Linked DNA regions of Mus musculus: region 2 is linked to region 1. A link is a contact called in public Hi-C data. All regions are on one chromosome and are shown on one strand. The core of a region is the stretch at or near the end of the contact, and the rest is flanking DNA. Distances in the headings are between cores, read along the strand shown.

Region 1 (3,157 bases), core at 306-2,805:
GGACCAGGCTGGCCTCGAACTCAGAAATCCTCCTGCCTCTGCCTCCCAAGCGCTGGGATTAAAGGTGTGCGCCATCACGCCCGGCTTCTCAGTGGAGTCTTAAAGCTAAGCTAAAACCACTGGAGAGTCCAGCCCTCCTTTGAATAATTTTTTTCTTCTTTAGCCAGTGACATAAAAATAAAAGTGTAGGCCAGCTAGAAGATGGCTCAGTAGGTGTAAGGAGATCGCCTCTGAGCCTGAAAACTTGAGTTCCATCCTCAGGACCCACATGGCAGAGGAAGAGAGCCAATCCCTTCACATTGTCCTCTGACCTCCATGGGTGCTGTGGTGTGGCATGCTCATACAGATATACACAAACACACACGGAGTAAATAAAATATAGTGAAAATTAACACACAGAGTAAATAAAATATAGTGAAAATTAATACACAGAGTAAATAAAATATAGTGAAAATTATTTGGGGGTGGGGGAAGGTGACACCTTTGTGGCCAGTAGCTTCTAGAATATGCAAGGCAGATAATGCATCTGTATTGCAGCCTCCACCCCCAGATCAGAAGGGCTTTCTCTATAAGACTCTTTGCCTATGGCCCAACATACATGCACAACCCTTTTTTGTTCTTTATAAAAAAAAACTTTTAATCTTATTGTTACTAATGTGTGTCTGTCTATTGTCTGTACAAAGGTGTGTATGTGATGGAGTGTGTATAGAATGTTTGTGTGATGTATGTATGGAGATCTGAAGATAACTTTGGGGGATCAGTAGAAGGAGCCATTTGATTCCTGGATGAGAACTGTAAAAAGGAGAGGAGAGCTTGTGTCCCAATATGACCGGAATACTTCCTGCTGAGAGGCCTGGCCGTTGTCTTTTTCCACCTTAACTTGGGTTCTGGGACTCAAACTCAGGTCCCCAGACTTGCAGGGCAAACCCCATTTCCTCACTGAGCCTCTCCCCAGCTTCCCACTTAACCCCTGAACACTGTAAGTTCCAACCATCACCTTGGAAAACAGCTTTCTAAGCCTTCCCTTGCTGCCTCTGGGGCGGATGGTGCTGCCTGTGTGCTTTCTCCCATTTGGCCGGCGTCTGAAAGGCTTGGAGACAAACACCAGGACATTTTCCATCTGTGTTGGGCCTGTTCAGTTCGTGAGACCTGATGGCTGGGCTGTTCAGCACTCAGTGCCAGCTGCCTTTGATCTTTCGGTTCAGCCCTCTGGGACAGGGTTATGCAATGGCTGGCTGTGCTCCCTCGGAGCTTGGTTTGTGGTAATTTTGCCCAGACTAACACAAACAAGCAGTGAGCGCTGTAGGCTTGCTGAACCTGTTTCTGTCAAGTGTGTGGATATCGTTGTCATTTGATGTTTTTTGTCTACTCTCGGTGGCACCCTGTAAATACTTAAGTACTCTGGGTGCCCGTGCACCGAAAATAATAAAACGCATCAGTCCAAATTCCCAATGTATGCCAAGACCAGGTGGAAAGCTTCCGTGTTCATCTACAGTCTGCCCCATCTTTCCCAGCATGCATCGTGCCGCATGCTCGTCTGTCGTCCTATCTTCAGACTTTGACCGCTTCTCTCTGGGCTTGAGTTGATCAGATTTCAGTTGTAAAGAAACGTGTGGCAGTGAGCCCTAGAAAGAGCGTTAAGAACTGGCAGTGCAGATTGCATTCCTCTGTCCTTAGGGTCTAGTGAGGTTAGTGGTACACACCACACTCTTGGTGTGGCTGGTTTCCTTCTACCAGAATGACCCCTGTGAAGGAAGCCTCTGCACCAGCCCCTGCTACCAACCCCTGCCCTGCTTGAGTTCCTGTCCCGACTTCCTTAGATGAACAGGGATGTGAAAGTGAAGGCCAAATAAACCCTTTCTCCCAAGTTGCTTCGGCCCTGGTGTTTCGTCACAGCAATAGAAACCCTTACTAGGACGCATGTCATGATACAACATTCGGAAATGGTTCAGTAAAGAGTGAAGAATTTTGGTTTTATTTTCGAATGTTTTAGTGTGTGTGTGGAGGAGTGCATATGATGAACACAGGTGCCCTCGGAGCCAGAAGCATAGGATTCCCTCAACGCTAGAGTTACAGGCAACTGTGAGCCACCCAACAGCAGGAAGGACTAGGGGTCACACTCAGCAAGTGCTTAACCAGAGAGCCATCTCCCCAGCCAGCCCCAAGAGGGTGTGTTTTTGTGTGTAGAAAGGTGCTGGGAGACATCCCTGGTGATGCTGCTTTGACAGCAGGTAACTCTAGGTCTGTGGGGTCCATTAGGTCCTAGTTCAACTCTTGGCAAACTTTAGATTTTTCTGGACTTAAGTGTTTAGAGTAAGTGGGAAACGTCAGTCATTAGAAAGGAAAAAAGCCGCCAGGGAAATTGAGTGACTTATCTAACACAATTGCCAGAGGCTAGGACTCCTCTCTCTGGATCTTAGTTGTTCATCCTTCTTCATCTACACAAATGAAGAGGGAGATAAAGACTGGAGGAGAACTTTCTGTTGGAAGGGCGGTAAGGCACAGGATTTGGCTAAGGGAGCACAGCACCACCTTGTGGCCAGATATGATCACAGCCGCTGCCAATTGCCAAGGCCAGCTTAACCAAGATTGCTGGTAGCTTTCTCACAGTTCCTGTGGTTCTTACACGTTCCCATTTGTGAAACATTCATTTTTGTCTATATTCTGGCCCTGTAATTTTCTGTTATGAATTTTCTTTGGATATACAAGCCAAAAGAAACAGATTTCTTCTCCCCAGAAACCCAGTTGAGTCTCAGATTCTTTGATATCCCTGAAGAAAACCTTAGTCTTATGTATTAAACCAGGACCCATTTGCTGCCTGGCAATAGCAGATCACTGGGATTTCTGACTTCCTCTTGTGGAAAAAAAATAAGGAACATGTTCTGGGTGTGCCACAGCAAGAAGGTTGGGCTGTGGTTTGCATGTGGCAGAGACTCAGGGCACAGAGGAGTTGATAAGTCTCAGAACAAAACCAAGGGAAGGTTTTACTGTGTCTTCAATGGAGGTTATTGTTCATGGAAATTGGAGACATCGCTGGAAGTAAGAATTCCTGTATATCTCTGTAGGGGCCATAATACTTAGCTTTCTCAGGTTGACCTGAACTGAAAGCAGGGCCAAAAGTTAGGGAAGCTGTCTGTTACTAATATAGTCCTGGGCT
Region 2 (3,294 bases), core at 745-3,244, 98 kb before region 1:
GAGCAGACCCCTCTCACGGCTCTGTACCTAGCCTCTCTCATCAAAGAGGTAAGGAGTCTGACGAGGAAACCGCATGTATTCTGGATAGATCCACACACCCAGGAGCTAGGCATTATCGAAAGCAGTGACAGCAGCCGGCCACCAGCTCACTATGCAGAAGGAAGGGCATGACTGGTTAGCTTAGTGACTGTGCACATGCGAGTTGATCTGGAAGCTGCTATTCCTCACCACGGACCTCATAAGAACCTGCCTCTCTCATTAAGGCATAAACCAGTAGTTAGCTCTCTGTGTTTTATCTAAAGCATTGCAAGAGGGGGGCCAAAAACCGAGATCTCCAAACCCTGGGCTTAGTGGCCATGGGAGGTGGGCAGGGTGGCCTTGCTAGCTAGCTAGGTAGTTAGTTGCAGCTGTGTGTAGGTCCCCAGGAGCCTTTCCACTGTCTTCCCCACCCTAAGGGAGCCACAACTCAGGGAAGCAGTGGCCTAGAGGGACACCTGCCAGACACACCTGGCAACATATTTCAGCCGTTCCATCATCGGCACACATGTAGTGAAGATTGAAAGAACAGGAAGAAAGATGAGCTGGAAGAAAGGCGACCGTTTCACTCCCAGCTGGACTGAGGCAGCGGGGTGGTGTACCGGTTGAGGGAGGCTGGGGCTGCTGTAACCAGCCAGGACACACCTTCCTCTCGATGACCACACATGCTTTCATGCAAAAGAGACTCTAGGCTCTAAAATCACAGCTACAGGATAATGCCTAGGAAACTTAAGAGTCAAACACTGTATCCTCAACTGACATTTTAAAAATAAAGTCTCAGACAAGACCCTGTGCTGGGAACGGCATAACTCATTAGGTTGGTCTTGTTAACAAGGAGGTCTCCTTGTGTGTGCATAGCCTGAGTGTGAGTATGGGAATATCAGCAGTCCCTTGCCTCCGCAAGTGCCAATCCTGGATGAGCCCAGTGGGGCCAGCAAGGAGAAGGGTGTAGCTGTAGTGGAGAAATTCACTCTACTCTCTCTGGCAGCTACCAGCCCTAATTTTCTAGACTCTCTCATGTGCGCAATACACACACACACACACACACAGAGCCTTATATTTAATATGCCTTAAATGGCTGGGCATTTCCAAACCTCCCCATGACTAACACACCCTCCCATTTGATATTCCTGAATTATTTCTTACTAAAACCTATATTCCATCCTAGTCGCCCTGGACCCAGGCCTACAGCCCTACCAGGGCCATGATTCCCGACTCTTACTTGTCAGCAGTCTCCCTGTCTTGCACTTCACAGGCCTGATCTTTCTGCTTCCCGGCATGAGGGTTCTAAATCTTCTCTCTTCCCTTGCTTTCCTTGCCTGGGAAATCTAAAGTCCCACCTCTGTCCCCCTGCCCTGCCATTTATTTATTTATTAATTAGAACCAGCTGTGGACCGGGACCCTCAGTGTCTCACACTCAGGATTCTTGTGCAGTTTGGGAACCCATAATACAAGCATTAAGTCAAACCCACAACAGAAAGATTTCCCATTTTACCTGGGCAGAGTAGATCTGATATTGGCTTAGCAAGGGCATAGGTGTGTGTCTGAAGAGGGGGTGATCAAGATAACTCTTCTTCCTTCAACACACACACACACACACACACACACACACACACACACGTCTCATATTCATATGTTGACACTCACACGCACACACAGACTCACATATGATCTTTCACACACTCATATAAACATACTCACAAACAAAAATGCTTTCACATACCCATTCTCTTACAGCCCCACAGACATATACATAGACACATGCTCACATAGGCATGTACATGTATACACATGCAGACATACAAGCGCGCGTGCGCACACACACACACACACATTCTCCCCAACACATCACCCCCACCACACACACACACACACACACACACACACACACACACACACACTGGCAGTCTTATCCAGGACAGCCACTGCCACCTAGTGGTATCCCTGAGCCTTTGCTTCAGGACCTGCTAGGATGATAGACTCTTCCTGGGTGTGATGAATTCTCTCACATGCCTTCACCCGCAGCCAGCACAGAGGATTAGAAGAACAGCAGTGGGGCGGGACTGCTGCAGCTGATGTGGGTGCATCCTGGCCAGTGTGTCACCCAGTTGCCCTCTGAGGGTGCTGCTTTGCTTGGGGTCTTTATAGGGCTACAACTCTTGGCCACTCCTGCAGATAGGTTTGTAGTAGGTGCTGTCTGTCTGATCCTTTGATGCCGTTTTTGTCCCTCCCAGGTCGGGTTCCCTCCGGGTGTGGTGAACATTGTACCAGGCTTTGGGCCCACTGTGGGAGCAGCAATTTCCTCCCATCCGCAGATCAACAAGATAGCCTTCACCGGCTCCACAGAGGTACGCCCTCTCTGTGAGCTGCTGCCAGAGACAACAACTGCTCCATTATTTGAGACCCACCGACGTTTCCTTGAGAAGCTCAAATACTATTTGCTTCTCTTTTTCTAAACCTATTCGTAAACTATTAGAAAAATTTTCCAGTTCCCAAACTAAATAAATAGCTAATAGAGTTTGGAAGCCTTACGAAAAAAAAATAGCTGAGAGATAAGATAAAATAAAAATGTAAAGCATCCATATAATAAACAACATCATTAAAACCAAGCGATGATAAATAAGCTGGGAGAAAACCAGTTGTACAGCATGTAGCTCTCCAAATGTTTATATATCCTTCATATGTGAAGAGTACCAACAAATCAATTAAAAAAAAAAGAAGAAGACAAGCAAAATGCTACCTACCCCAGTCCTGCCAATCCTTTTGGCAACCAGAGTGAGCATCCTTAGAGAGTCCAATAAGAATTAGACTCTGGGGCTGGTGAGATGGCTCAGTGGGTAAGAGCACCCGACTGCTCTTCCAAAGGTCCAGAGTTCAAATCCCAGCAACCACATGGTGGCTCACAACCATCCGTGACAGGATCTGACTCCCTCTTCTGGTGTGTCTGAAGACAGCTACAGTGTACTAACATATAATAATAAAATAAATCTTTAAAAAAAAAAATTAGACTCTGGCCTACAACCATCATTCCCTTGCATGGTATTAAACAGGTCCAGGCAATGTGGACACAGTTCTCCAGCTTAAAGTCTCAGGGTCTGACTTGGTCTCCCAGGTCTTTCCCAGTTCTGAGGCTCTGGTGCCTTGTTAAACTTGTTGACAGGATGAGTCAGGAGGCACACTAGGCCAGCCCTGCATCCAACTGAGTGCTCAGGTCCCAGAGAGACCCTGTCAGGGTATGTGGGAGGGTGGTCCTGTGGC

What was found. Hi-C and Micro-C count contacts between places; a contact is called where the count stands out from the background.
Region 2: a contact with region 1 is called in a Hi-C map of cerebral cortex, with 8 times the contacts expected there. The contact joins two enhancer-like sites. A contact is called at or near these places in 1 of 15 datasets of contacts at CTCF or cohesin (pro-B cells), 114 of 484 Hi-C or Micro-C datasets (the 4T1 cell line, the 63-12 cell line, the AML12 cell line and 67 more), 15 of 115 datasets of contacts at active chromatin or transcription factors (CD8 T cells, acute myeloid leukemia, bone marrow-derived dendritic cells and 9 more) and 4 of 9 other capture datasets (adipose tissue, embryonic stem cells, liver and 1 more).

Annotation. Positions count from the first base shown.
Region 1 is chr7:66,309,504-66,312,660 of GRCm38.p6, reverse strand. All of the region lies in intron 6 of Lrrk1 (leucine-rich repeat kinase 1), which reads left to right. Among named protein-coding and RNA genes, the nearest start is that of Gm45989, 29 kb to the right of the region's middle. Within about 2 kb of position 1,555, at least 113 of the 459 cell types and tissues checked have an H3K27ac peak or open chromatin away from gene starts, as enhancers often do. A contact at or near this core is called in cerebral cortex, where this site is marked.
Region 2 is chr7:66,408,256-66,411,549 of GRCm38.p6, reverse strand. It overlaps Aldh1a3 (aldehyde dehydrogenase family 1, subfamily A3), which reads left to right. Exons shown (of 13, transcript NM_053080.3): 6 at 1-48; 7 at 2,271-2,384. Among named protein-coding and RNA genes, the nearest start is that of Aldh1a3, 18 kb to the left of the region's middle. Within about 2 kb of position 1,994, at least 7 of the 459 cell types and tissues checked have an H3K27ac peak or open chromatin away from gene starts, as enhancers often do. A contact at or near this core is called in cerebral cortex, where this site is marked.